Linked DNA regions of Zea mays: region 2 is linked to region 1. Evidence: chromatin contacts called from public Hi-C data. All regions are on one chromosome and are shown on one strand. The core of a region is the stretch at or near the end of the contact, and the rest is flanking DNA. Distances in the headings are between cores, read along the strand shown. Region 1 has its middle 12 kb from the start of LOC103631921. Region 2 holds the start of LOC542255 (rough sheath 1).

Region 1 (5,938 bases), core at 2,188-4,687:
CATGTTTATATTACATTATGCTATAATATATGTTAGATGATGGAGGACGCGAGTGGATGTACATGGACCGCGTAAGAAGGGATGATGTCACCCCTAAATGCATTAGGAAGACCAATGCTTTCTTGGAACGGACATTTGGCGAAGTTGCTAATGGGACGAGTCTAGTCCCATGTCCGTGCAGCAAATGTGCCAACTGGAAAAGACAAACAAAGAAGACCATGGGAGAACATATTTGGAAGAATGGATTTACGATAGACTATACTCGATGAATCTTTCATGGTGAAGTGCATTATACGATAGTTGAGGTGGTGAAACAATGCGTCGAGGATTATGATGTTGATGTTGGGGTAGCAAACATGTTGAACGACTATCACGAGACACAGTTCACCGAAGGACGTATCGAGGACGAGCCAAAGGCGGCCACAAAGGAGTTCTATGACATGTTTGACGTGGCATAGAAACCCCTTAACAACAAGACAAAGGTTTCTCAATTGGATGCCATTGGACATATATTGTCGTTCAAGTCGCAGTACAACCTAAGTCGAGAAGCCTTCAATGGTTTGTTGACAATTATTGTCAATCTGCTTCTAGAGGATCACGTTCTGCCAAAGAGCATGTACAAGGCATAGAAACACCTTCGTGCACTCAAGATGACGTATGAGTAGAAACATGCTTGTCTGAATGGATGCATCCTATTTAGGAAAGTATACGCGGAGGCAAAGTATTCTTCGATGTGTAAATCGTCTAGGTTTTATGGAGGTAGACTCTAGTGATGGACAAAAGAGGCAGCTCGACATTCCCGTGATAATCCTACCCCACCTTCTGTTATTCCTTACCTATTCGTCGTTCATTGATTATTATATAACTTTTCTTTGCATTACCATAACATTAGGGCGAAATATTATAGACTCGGGTAGAAGAACAGAGGAGGCAACGTGAGGATTTGGAGCAGAGGATGGGGGGATGTTTCAGTACAATGTTTTGCTCCACCACCGCAGTTGTTCCCTCCAGCTGACCATGCTCTATTCTCTACTCCTATGAGTATCAAAATTTTAGTCATGTATGATATATATTCATCTTGTCTCACAAATGCAATCACTTTTCTACGCAGGGACAATCGGCGGCATCAAACAACCCTCATGGGTCGTCGAGCCTATCACCGATCCAACCGCCCACCTCGATGATGATCTCTTAGTGGTGATTGTGAGACATGCATTTTCAAACTTGTGATACTTATGTGAGAGACTTGGTCTAAACAAAACTTACGTTTGTGAGTCTTGGCAATATTTATGTTTGTGAAACTTGGTCTGAACTTAGACATGTTTGTGAAAAACTTGTGAGATTTGTGGTCTTGTGAGATATGTAGTCTCTATGATGTATGTGATGATTCTGTGAACTCTGTGATGCATATGTGTTATATGTTTTGTTTGTTTGGATGGAATAATAAAAAATAAAAATAGGTTTTCTGGTCACTTTGCCGAGTGCTGTAGTCGTGCCACTCGACAAAGAAACTGGCAAAAGGGTTCACTGGAGCTTTCATTGCCCAGTGCCATGCCGACAGGCACTCGGCAAATGCTCACTCTTTGCTGAGTGTCAGTGAGTAAACTTGGTAAGGTCTCTATCACTGTTACTTGTCGCCGTCACGATGACTTTTCTTTTGCCGAGCACCAGATGACACTCGATAAAGACTTTGCCGAGTGCTCGACAAAAAACACTCGATAAAGAGACAGTTACTGATGTATAGTTCACCAAGTTCTCTTTGCCGAGAGTCACACTCAGCAAACAGTTTGACGAGTGTTTTCTGAGAGTAGACTGTTTGGGTAGTGTCTTATACTTCAAAAATAAGCAAGTACAAAACATAATATAGAATTAGTTAAAAAGACCATAACAATCAGGGTGATGTCTAACCTAATTGTAAAGCTGCGTACCATATTTGGTTTTTATATCAGCTGACTTTGACGGGTGATGGAGCGATAAGCATAAAAGCATTTCTCTTGGAATCAAAAGTAGGCTTGTACCATTGCCGTGCTGTTAGTGCAGAGGAAATTAATTAATAGCCGGTGAGACCTAATGAAGACAATATAAAAAAAACATGGGTGGTGTAACCCTAGCCTTTTAATTATAGGAACCGGCCGATGATCGATGCGCTGTTTAACTCATCCGATCGAGTTCTGTCCGTCCGAATGCTTTGTTTACCCTCTAGCTAGATTATAAATAATTTGAGATAGATGGATTATGCAATTCAGATATCTAGATTATAATAATCTATAAGCAGATCACTAGGTACTTATATAATCCATAAGTTGGATCATATAATTTTGAAATGAAATTAACAGGGCCTAAAACATGTACTACCTATTTTAGCATAGCACATGCACCCACCTAGTAAATAATCCACGTGATGATACCTGAATTATCACAAGTGTGTCATTTTTAGAACAGTCGCGTGAATTCGAGTAGGAGTACGTAGGACTACTACCGGCCTCCTGGGCTGGGCCGCCTACGTCTACGTATAACGTATGTACAAGCCTTGGGCTTTCGGATCCCTTTTAGGTTTCCAGCTTTCTTTTCCCCCTTGTTTCGTTTCATTTCAGAGGCTTTCGGCTCCCGGAACCGGATGGAGACTGCAAGCTCCCTCCCGCTGGTCAGTGGTGACTGGTGAGTGGTGACTGGTGAGTGACCAGTCCAGCTACAACCCTGCCGGCCTGCTTGGCTGCGTGTGGCGGAATGGGGCTCTAATCTGATCTGATGCATGCGTTGCATTCATGAGCTGCTGGCTGGTGATGGAACTGCATGTCATGTACTCCGTTCCGATCCGTAGTCAGGCAGGCAGGCGTGGTAGTGTAGCTGCGACAGCTCGTAGTAGTAGAATCTCAGCAACAAGCAGATCTTTCAGAGACCACTATGCTCTCCGTTTGACCAGCTCTAGGCCCAAGAAGAAACGAATTCCATTGTCGTCGTCTGGATCCACCCACGACCTGCTATCTCTCTCTCTCTCTCTCTCTCTCTCTCTCTCTCTCTCTCTCTCTCTCTCTCTCTCTCTCTCTCTCTCTCTCTCTCTCTCTCTCTCAATATTCTACTACTACACCAAGAGGAATGCAATTTGACGACTCAGCATTTGCTTTAAGTCCCATCCAGCTGTGTTCGATAAGATTCGATCCTTGGCTTGCTTTGGACAACAACATGCACTACTATACGTGCTGTTTTAGCTTATTCAGTTATATTCTCCATCCTAAATAGTAACCTAAACGTCTGTCATATGAAGATGGACGAGAGATTACAGTGCATGCAGCAGCAGCATCTGAATTTTCAGCAAGTGCAAGAGATTGGCAGCAGCAGCAGCATTGGTGGCCTATGGAGCTAGCTACTGACACGCTCACACACGCACGTAGGAGTACTGTGAACGTGGTCTGGTCGTTTCGACGGTCAAGTGATCGACTTGTTACCGGGCATGCATGCACAGCAGTGAGCAGTGCACATGCCCTTTCTATCCCTTGCACACAGCCCAGCCTCTGCGCAAGCAACTTTTGTGCAGCAGCGGCCGGAGAGCGGGCGAGAGAGGCAAAGTTAAGGAAAGGAACCAGAGAGAGAGGGGAAAGACGGCGTGGTAGTAGAGTCTTGCATCGGCATCGTTGATCGTGTGGTCTGCTCGCCGCTACAAGCATCTCCATGTCATGTTTCTGATACGTCGCTCCAAATGGAATCCATGCGATTGCTTGCTTGCCAAATGTGCTATGTGCCCCTTGCCGTGATCCCCTTGTGTGCGACCGCTGCCAAAAATCCAAAGCCTCAGTCTGTGCGTGCGTGACTGCGTGTTGCCTCTCGAATCTCATCATGCTTGCATATGGTTAGTTGCAGGCATTGTTTCCTTTGTTCTTTTTCGTTAACAACTTAGTTCTTCTTCTTTATGGTCTCTTTTTTATCGAAAAACTGGCCTCCGGATCTTCAACAACAAAAGAAGACAAATCACATTACGTACGTCGGAAATAAGGCTTATACCGTCAAAAATAAGCTATTTACGACAGCTTTCGGCTTATATCCATCATCAGTCGTCCCTTGGCCTTAATAGTTCGGAAATAGTATTATGTCCGACGGCAGCCGTCTCTCGACCTTAATAGATCGGAAATAACATTATGTCTGACGGCTGCCATCGAACATAAATTATATCCGACGGTCGGAAAGGACCGTTGACATTTGTGACCGTTAACGGTCGTAGCGATCGCTAGTGGGCCCCACCGCATTATGTCCCACAGTCTCCATACAAGCCGTCGGAGATAACCCGCGTTATGTCCGACAGCCTCCAGTACAGGTTCGTGAATGATGATATCTCTTTGTATTTGAATCCCTCGAAGATGCACCCTTCAACTCGTCTCTTATTACCAACCATTGCACGTAGCTTCTTTAGTGTCCTTTCGATGTGATACATCCATCTATACTCGACAAAACCACCTACCTTAGCTTCGTATAGTAGGTAAACAAGTATATGTTGCATCGGACGAAGGAAATATATTTTCAAGTTTGCATACCAAAACCGGTATTTGTTGCTTAAGCTTCTCCACCATCTCTTTCTTTATTTCTTTAGCACAAAGATGTCTATAAAAGCAGCTTAGCTCCACTAACGCTTTCCACACATCATCTTTTACAAAACCACGGAACATAACAGGAAGGAGTCTTTCCATAATTCTGTGGTTGTCATGACTCTTCAACCCGAAAAACTTGACCGTCTTCAAATTCACAGACCTTCTAAAGCTCGCGACGTAACCATCAGGGAACTTTAGGTTTTCAACCATTTTATCAATTGTTTCTTCATTTTAGGTTTAAGACTGTAAGCAACATGTGGCTTCTTCTCGTTCTCTCCTAGCTCCAAAGTTGGTCGACTACAAATTAAGGCCAATCTTTTCTAGCCTTAGGGTTGTCTTTGTTTTGTCAGTGTTATTCAGGCAAGTGCTGATAATGCTTTCACTCATATTTCGTTCCTAGTGCATGACGTCAATGTTATGCAACAGAATCAAGGATTTCTGAAAGTCGCCTAGAGGGGGGTGGATAGGCAAAACCTGAAAATTAAAACTTTATCCCCCAACTAGATCCCTTCATTAGTGGTTAGAACAAGATATATAATTATCGGAATATAAAAACTAAGTTCTTTGCTTGTAAATAATGTTGCTTTGAAATAATGCGGAATTGATAATCAATACAACTAATAGGTATATGAATAATAAAGCAAGAAGGCTTAGATGGGAAGAGCAATACTTTCTTGCGAAGTGTTGCTTCACTAAATGAGAATTTAACTTGAAGCAACACCAAATGATATTGACAAAGAATAGCGCAAGAAAACTTAGAGGAAAGGAAAATAAACAAATCACAAGCAATAAACACAATAGACACGGATGATTTGTTTTACCGAGGTTCGGCCCTTGAAGGCCTAGTCCCCGTTGAGGAGTCCACTAAGGACGGGTCTTTTTCAACCCTTTCCCTCTCTCCACCGATCACCCAAGGATCGGCGAGCTCTTCTTCTTCTCAAGGATCACTCTCGATCCCGCAAGGACCACCACACTCTTTGGTGTCTCTTGCTAGCTTTTACAAGGCCTCCAAAACTTTGGAGGAAGTTCAATGGGAGTCAATACTCCACGCACAAATGAACACAAAGATGTAGCACACACTATCTCTCAATGAATCTCACAAGGCACTAGTGCTAAACTCAAATGAGTAGCTCTCTTTTGCTTGCTCTCTCTTTTGTGGCACTTGTGTTGGTTGTAGTGGTCTAAATCTTGTGTATAGTATGGATCAATGAATAATGTGGTTGGGAGGGCTTGAGTATGTCAACTAGATGACTTGGAATGTTGCTTGGGCTCCCTCACCTTGAAGTGGCCGGTTGGGGTGGTATTTATAGCCACCAACCAAAAACTAGCCGTTGGTGAACTCTGCTGGCGAAGGGCGC
Region 2 (5,938 bases), core at 1,229-3,728, 90 kb after region 1:
CACCCTGTTCCTATTATAAACCTAAACACCCAAATACTCAAAAGACACACACACATATATATAATGAGTTTCTATGCTTTAAATGCCTAGTCTAAATCAAAATCATCGCTAATTAACTTTTATTGTTTTGAGAAGAAATGTATTTTTCAAGAGAGGGTTGGGCGAGAGAACTATTTTTTTTCTTAAACTCCAATTCTGAAGGAGAATCGAGTTTCTAAACTAGCCATAAGATCGTGTGCACAGTCTACCTAAAATTTATCTAAAAGTACTATTTGCACGGTAGGCTATACTGTTTACATATTAAAGTTTGAATATAAGTATGTGGATGAGTAAGTACTAGAGATAGTCTAAGAGTTGCGTGAAAATTTATATTCGCACACACAAAGTAGGAAGAACATGGGACGGTTGGGGAAAAAGGCTGGGTATATATGACAAGCATTTTTTTACTTTCCCAAGGATTCATCTTTTCATCTTTTGTCTCTCTCGTTCCCAGAATCATCCCAGCGGTGAAAAGCGGACGACGGAACGGTGTGTGTGTGTGTGTGAGAGAGAGAGCACGTAACACATGCACATTGCAGGGCGTTTTACGGAGGGCACACGATGCGACTCCATCGATCGACACGGACGAGAAGCTAGCGAGCTGCGACACGTGCGAGTACGCGTCCTGTGGTTTGTCCTGGTCTCCCGGCTGGTCACTCCCGGCCGGCAGATGACATGACCCGGATGCAACAATTCACAAGCCCGGGACCCGGGACTGAGGACTCCTCTCCAGGTACATACAGCAGCAGCAATAGTCATTCGCTAGCAAAAAGGGCACCGATCATGCATGCACATTCCTCGCGTAAAACCTTTATATAACAACGGATAAATTTTCAAACTTTCACCGTCTTATTGAATTTTGAGCACTGCTGCTTCTACATTTTTTGGAATATGTATTGGTAGATGACACACATCGACATTCACATCGAATCATTTTTTATTAAATTTCTCATGAAACATGTTTTGATGTTATATGTATTCGATCGGGTCTATACTCTATAGAAGGTAATACAATTTTCTATACAATTTGATTCTGGTCAAAAAAAAAGAAACAAAGTTAAACGAAGAGAAAATATAATCACATGATGCGACGGCCTAGTAAACCAGTGTGTTAGACACTTCCACAAAAATAATTATAAAAATAAATTTAATATTGAAGTGAACATATATTCCACATATCAGATAAAATATTAAACTGGTAAAGAACAAATATTATACTTTATTTTAGTCAAAAGGTCGAGAAAGATATGAGTTGAAAATGAGCCAACCGCTTTATTATAGCTCGCCATCTGTGGGTTAACGACCCACTGATAGACGAGAAGCGGGGAGAGGAAAACAGATGTGCGCTTGGTGTATGTAGTACGACCCCAAAAAATACCTTAAATTTAATATTACAATGAACATATAATCCATAGATTGAATATTAAACTGATAAGAATAAATGTTATATTTTATCTTAGCCAAAATATCGATAAAAGTTTGTGTAGAAAAGGAGTTGAATCCTCTTTTTTATAGCTTGCTTGGTCGCCCTTAGGTAGTGTTTGGTTGAAGAGCCAAGTAGAACGGAACGACTCCGTTCTACTTAGCTAGCGGACTGATACATGAGAGCGCTACGGTGCGTGACACTTCCTGTCGTATTGGGCTGGGATAGTTTCTCACGTTTATATGTGAATTAACAGCCTGCCTGGTAGGCGAGAAGCAATGGGAGGAAACCATGGGCCTGTTTGGTTCAGCTTTTTTCTGTCCAACTTTTTTGAAAATCTGGCTGTGGGAGAATCTGAGTATCATTACGATTACGTGTGGAGGAAGATAAAGTTGTTCATATAGCTCAGGATTTAGAAAGTGACGGATTCCTACTATTACAGCGACTCAACCGATTATGTGTTTATGTAGATTTTGGATGGTTTTTTCCCTAACGAATTTTATAGAAGCTGGCTAAAAAGCTGAACGTTTGGCAGTCCGCAGCAGCTTTTGGTGGCTAGAAGCTGTCAGAAGCCGAAACAATCAGGGCCCATATGCGTGTGACGCAAGACTACCGTCGAATGTTTTTGCATATGATATGTTCCCTTTTAAGATATATAAAACTTGTTACAATAATAGAGTTGTGCAACAAATAACTTTTAAGATAGCAATGATTTTGTTTTTGCAGACAACGATATGTTAAAGGAAGCAGTTAATACTCAAAATATATTTTATATTGGTTTTCTATACTGGAAACACTTTTAACATCTGTATGGAGGGTTATTATTGTCCTTTTGGTTTAACCTAGGCATGCATGTTCATTTTCTCATGGAGGAGCAGCCATACGTACGTGGATATAATTTTTTTTCAGATGAATACCCATACGGCGGCATACGTCCCGTGCTGCCGCTGCTGCAGTGAGATTTGACGCGAGAAAAGAGGTCGCCACCAGCCAGCCATCCACATTCCGATTCCACACAGGGCCGGCAGTAGTGCACAGTGCAGCCGCTGCTGCTCTGCCCTCTACGGCTACGAGTGCGAGGAGCCGAGGACACCTTTCCCTTTCCCTTCCACCTCCCCTCCCCTCCGTCTCTCGTCCCCATTAATATCTAGCCGCCTCTCCCCCCGTCTCTTCTCCAAAACTGTGAGCGAGAGGCAGGGAGTGCGCTCGACGGCCGCCGCCATTAGTGATTTAGTGTTGAGAGAGGGAGAGAATCTAAAGTGACCGGACGCTGTCCTTCCTTGCTGATCGGCGACACGGTCCATCCCTCCCTCGCTCGCTAGGGTTCCTTTTCGTCCATGGATCAGAGCTTCGGGAATCTCGGGGCCGGAGCTGGGAGCAGCAGCGGGGGCTCCAACTCCAAGGCGGCGGCAGCCGCCGTGTCCTCCTCGTCTTTCCTGCAGCTGCCGCTGTCGACGGCGTCCCCCGCGTACTACGGCGCGCCGCTCGCGCTCCTGCACCACGCCGCCGCGGCCCCGTCGTCGTCGCAGCAGCACCAGCAGCAGCAGCACCACCACCACTACGCCAGGCACGGCGCCGAGATGTCGGCAGCGGAGGCCGAGGCCATCAAGGCCAAGATCGTGGCGCACCCGCAGTACTCGGCGCTCCTCGCCGCCTACCTCGACTGCCAGAAAGTACTTCGCTTGAGCTACCCCGACCCCGGCTGGCGTGACCTGCCGTCGGAAAAACCGCATCTTTTTTTATATCTTGATTCGTGAAGCGAGATTTGCTTAATTTGATGCGTAAATCTATCCACGCCTGTCGCGTCCTCACGCTCACCCTCACAGTCACAGGACAGCACGGTGGCTATGAAATGATGCGCGCGCTGTGTCTGTGTGATTGCAGGTGGGCGCGCCGCCGGACGTGCTGGAGAGGCTGACGGCCATGGCGGCAAAGCTGGACGCGCGCCCGCCGGGCCGCCACGAGCCGCGCGACCCGGAGCTGGACCAGTTCATGGTCGGTTCCCATGATCCCGTCCCCGTTCATCAATCCACACAGCCTGCTCGAGTCTAACCTATTTTCATCTCTCTCTTCCAATCCCACGCATGATTGCTCGCGTGCAGGAGGCGTACTGTAACATGCTCGTCAAGTACCGGGAGGAGCTCACCCGGCCGATCGACGAGGCCATGGAGTTCCTCAAGCGGGTGGAGGCGCAGCTCGACTGCATCTCCGGCGGCGGCGGCTCCTCCTCAGCGCGCCTCTCGCTCGCCGGTAAGATAGATGGACCGACCGACCGATCGGGGTCGTCTTGCTGCTCGATCCCTCCTCCTTCCGCTCTCGCCGGCACCGCTCGTACATGGCATGGCGGCGGTACGTACGGCGGCCGCGTGTTTTTATATCGCCACAACCACACATACTAGGATGAGGATTGCCGCATTGGGAATGGCTGCTTTCTAGATAGTGGGGGTGGATGTGGATCATTGCCATTGTGAGCTAGTAGCTAACCTGCACCTGCCCGCCCTTCTGACCCTTCCCTCGCCATTACTTTAATCACATCCTCCTAATTAAAAAAATCCAATTAACCACCAATCAGATAACCCCCAGCACGCGCTAATACATAGTCTAATCACGAAAGGGTTAGCCACGGGATGAGCTTTTGGTTGGCATCGAGGGCACAGTGAGGCGCCGTGTCGCATGGCCAGAGCCTCCTCTCGTTCCTCGCCATTGTTTAATCACCATCTCCGCTGGCATTATCTTATCCTATTATTATTAATAATATTATTACCTGATGGGTTGGATCCAGCACAAGCTACTCCTTGACTGCTCTCTTTAGCCTTTCTTTTTCAACTGACAATTGACAAGTGACAGCAAGCTTGCTTGCTTGCCTGCCTGCCTCTGATGTTGATTATTTAGGGTTCCAACTTCCAAGGCATGAGAATCCGTCTGTTTCGTTTCGCTCGTTACATCTTTGTGTGTACTGTGTAGGTATAGCTGCTGCTGCTACTCTAGTCGTAGCTAGCAGCATCCCGTCTCTCCCGTCCCATGCATCTCTTCTTTTCTTGCATCTCAGCTGTACAGTACTAGATTAGAGACAGATCAGAGGTGCATTGGGAAATGGTGCCATGGCTGACCTGTTCTTCTTCACCTGTCTCAACTGTAGTACTCCTACTCCTACTGCCATCGTGCTGGGTTGCAGCAGCACAGGCGTCTCAGTGTGTGTGTGTGAGAGAGAGATAGTCGCCGTTCGTGTCTTCCGGGGGGTGCTGCCGGCCTGCTTTGCATCTGGACGTGCAGGCGGTGCAGCTACTACAGTGTATTTGCAGATTTGTGTTTATGCTACACAGGGCCAGGGGGGAGATCTGTGTGGAACTGTTCTACGCCACTCTGGCTGTGCCAAGCTGTGTACAGGAGCATAGGCCGCTGATCTATAGATAGGCGTCTTATATTGGTTTTAGTGCATGTTCAGATATTTCCTACAACAGAAATCACCCCGAAATCTCCAGTCTCAGAAAGCTGCTATGCCTCAGCCACTGATGGTTTAGCTTAGTTATTGCACCTGTTTCTGAATCGTGAAATGGTAGGATCTAATGTATCTGTGTTGTGTCTTTTGGTTCAGTCCGGATTAAAGCTAGTTGTTCGTAACTACCTCAATTGCAATCTATAGAGACAAAATATTGTATAAATAGTAGAAACTATTTCGGGTTAAAGCCTTCACTTCAGATTAAAGCTAGCTGTTGGTACTGCTGCAGCTGCAATCCATATAGACAAAACATTGTAGAAACAGTAGAAGTCCTTTCGGATTAAAGCCAAGGGAACAACTTGGTAGTGTCATATTGGGAGGTCAATTTAAGATTACTGCATGTAGTCAACATTAGATGCTTGAATAGGAATGTCCGGGCTCTGACGTAAAGTTTCAGCTTTTCCACCATTCTGTTTTAACCATTCGAATAAATAGTAGATCTTATATTGTGCATCTGATAATGCATTTGTTCTTTATCCAGAAGTTGGAAAGTAACCATTCCTGTCACAAAAATTCCATTCCCCACATGGAGGGTTGTTTTCATGCATACCTTAGAACTAGTCTGTTAATTGGCAGGATTCATCATTTCTACTCATTCAGCAAGAAAGTGTATTGGCTATTCTGTTAAATAATTGTTTGTTTTTATTTGCTACTCCCTCTCTGTCTTCAAATACACATGATTGAAAGTTCGTCTGAAGTCAAAGTTTGATCAATTTCATAGGAAAAAAAACATATATTTGTCCCATCAAATTAGCATAGTTGGATACACTATGAAAATATGGTTTCATATTATACTTCTTTGATGTGATAAATATTAGTGGTCGTCTCTATAAATTTGGAAATCAGGATAATCTGACTTAGGACAAAATTTGATCCCTTACATTTTAGGATGTAGTGAATATTAGTCATCCCGCACCCAAGCTATAAAATTAGCTAGTGATAATTTGAGCACTGGATTTACTTTTTGTATGGATTAA

What was found. Hi-C and Micro-C count contacts between places; a contact is called where the count stands out from the background.
Region 2: a Hi-C map of tassel shows a contact between it and region 1, with 2.3 times the contacts expected there. The contact joins the promoter of LOC542255 here to the enhancer-like site in region 1. A contact is called at or near these places in 10 of 25 Hi-C or Micro-C datasets (bundle sheath, ear, endosperm and 4 more) and 1 of 3 datasets of contacts at active chromatin or transcription factors (leaf).

What each region holds. Positions count from the first base shown.
Region 1 is chr7:3,688,459-3,694,396 of Zm-B73-REFERENCE-NAM-5.0, forward strand. No RefSeq gene overlaps it. Among protein-coding and RNA genes, the nearest start is that of LOC103631921, 12 kb to the left of the region's middle. Within about 2 kb of position 3,438, at least 4 of the 20 cell types and tissues checked have an H3K27ac peak or open chromatin away from gene starts, as enhancers often do. A contact at or near this core is called in ear and tassel, where this site is marked.
Region 2 is chr7:3,779,208-3,785,145 of Zm-B73-REFERENCE-NAM-5.0, forward strand. It overlaps LOC542255 (rough sheath 1), which reads left to right and starts at 2,479. Exons shown (of 5, transcript NM_001111861.2): 1 at 2,479-3,135; 2 at 3,347-3,457; 3 at 3,565-3,712. The coding sequence starts at 2,800.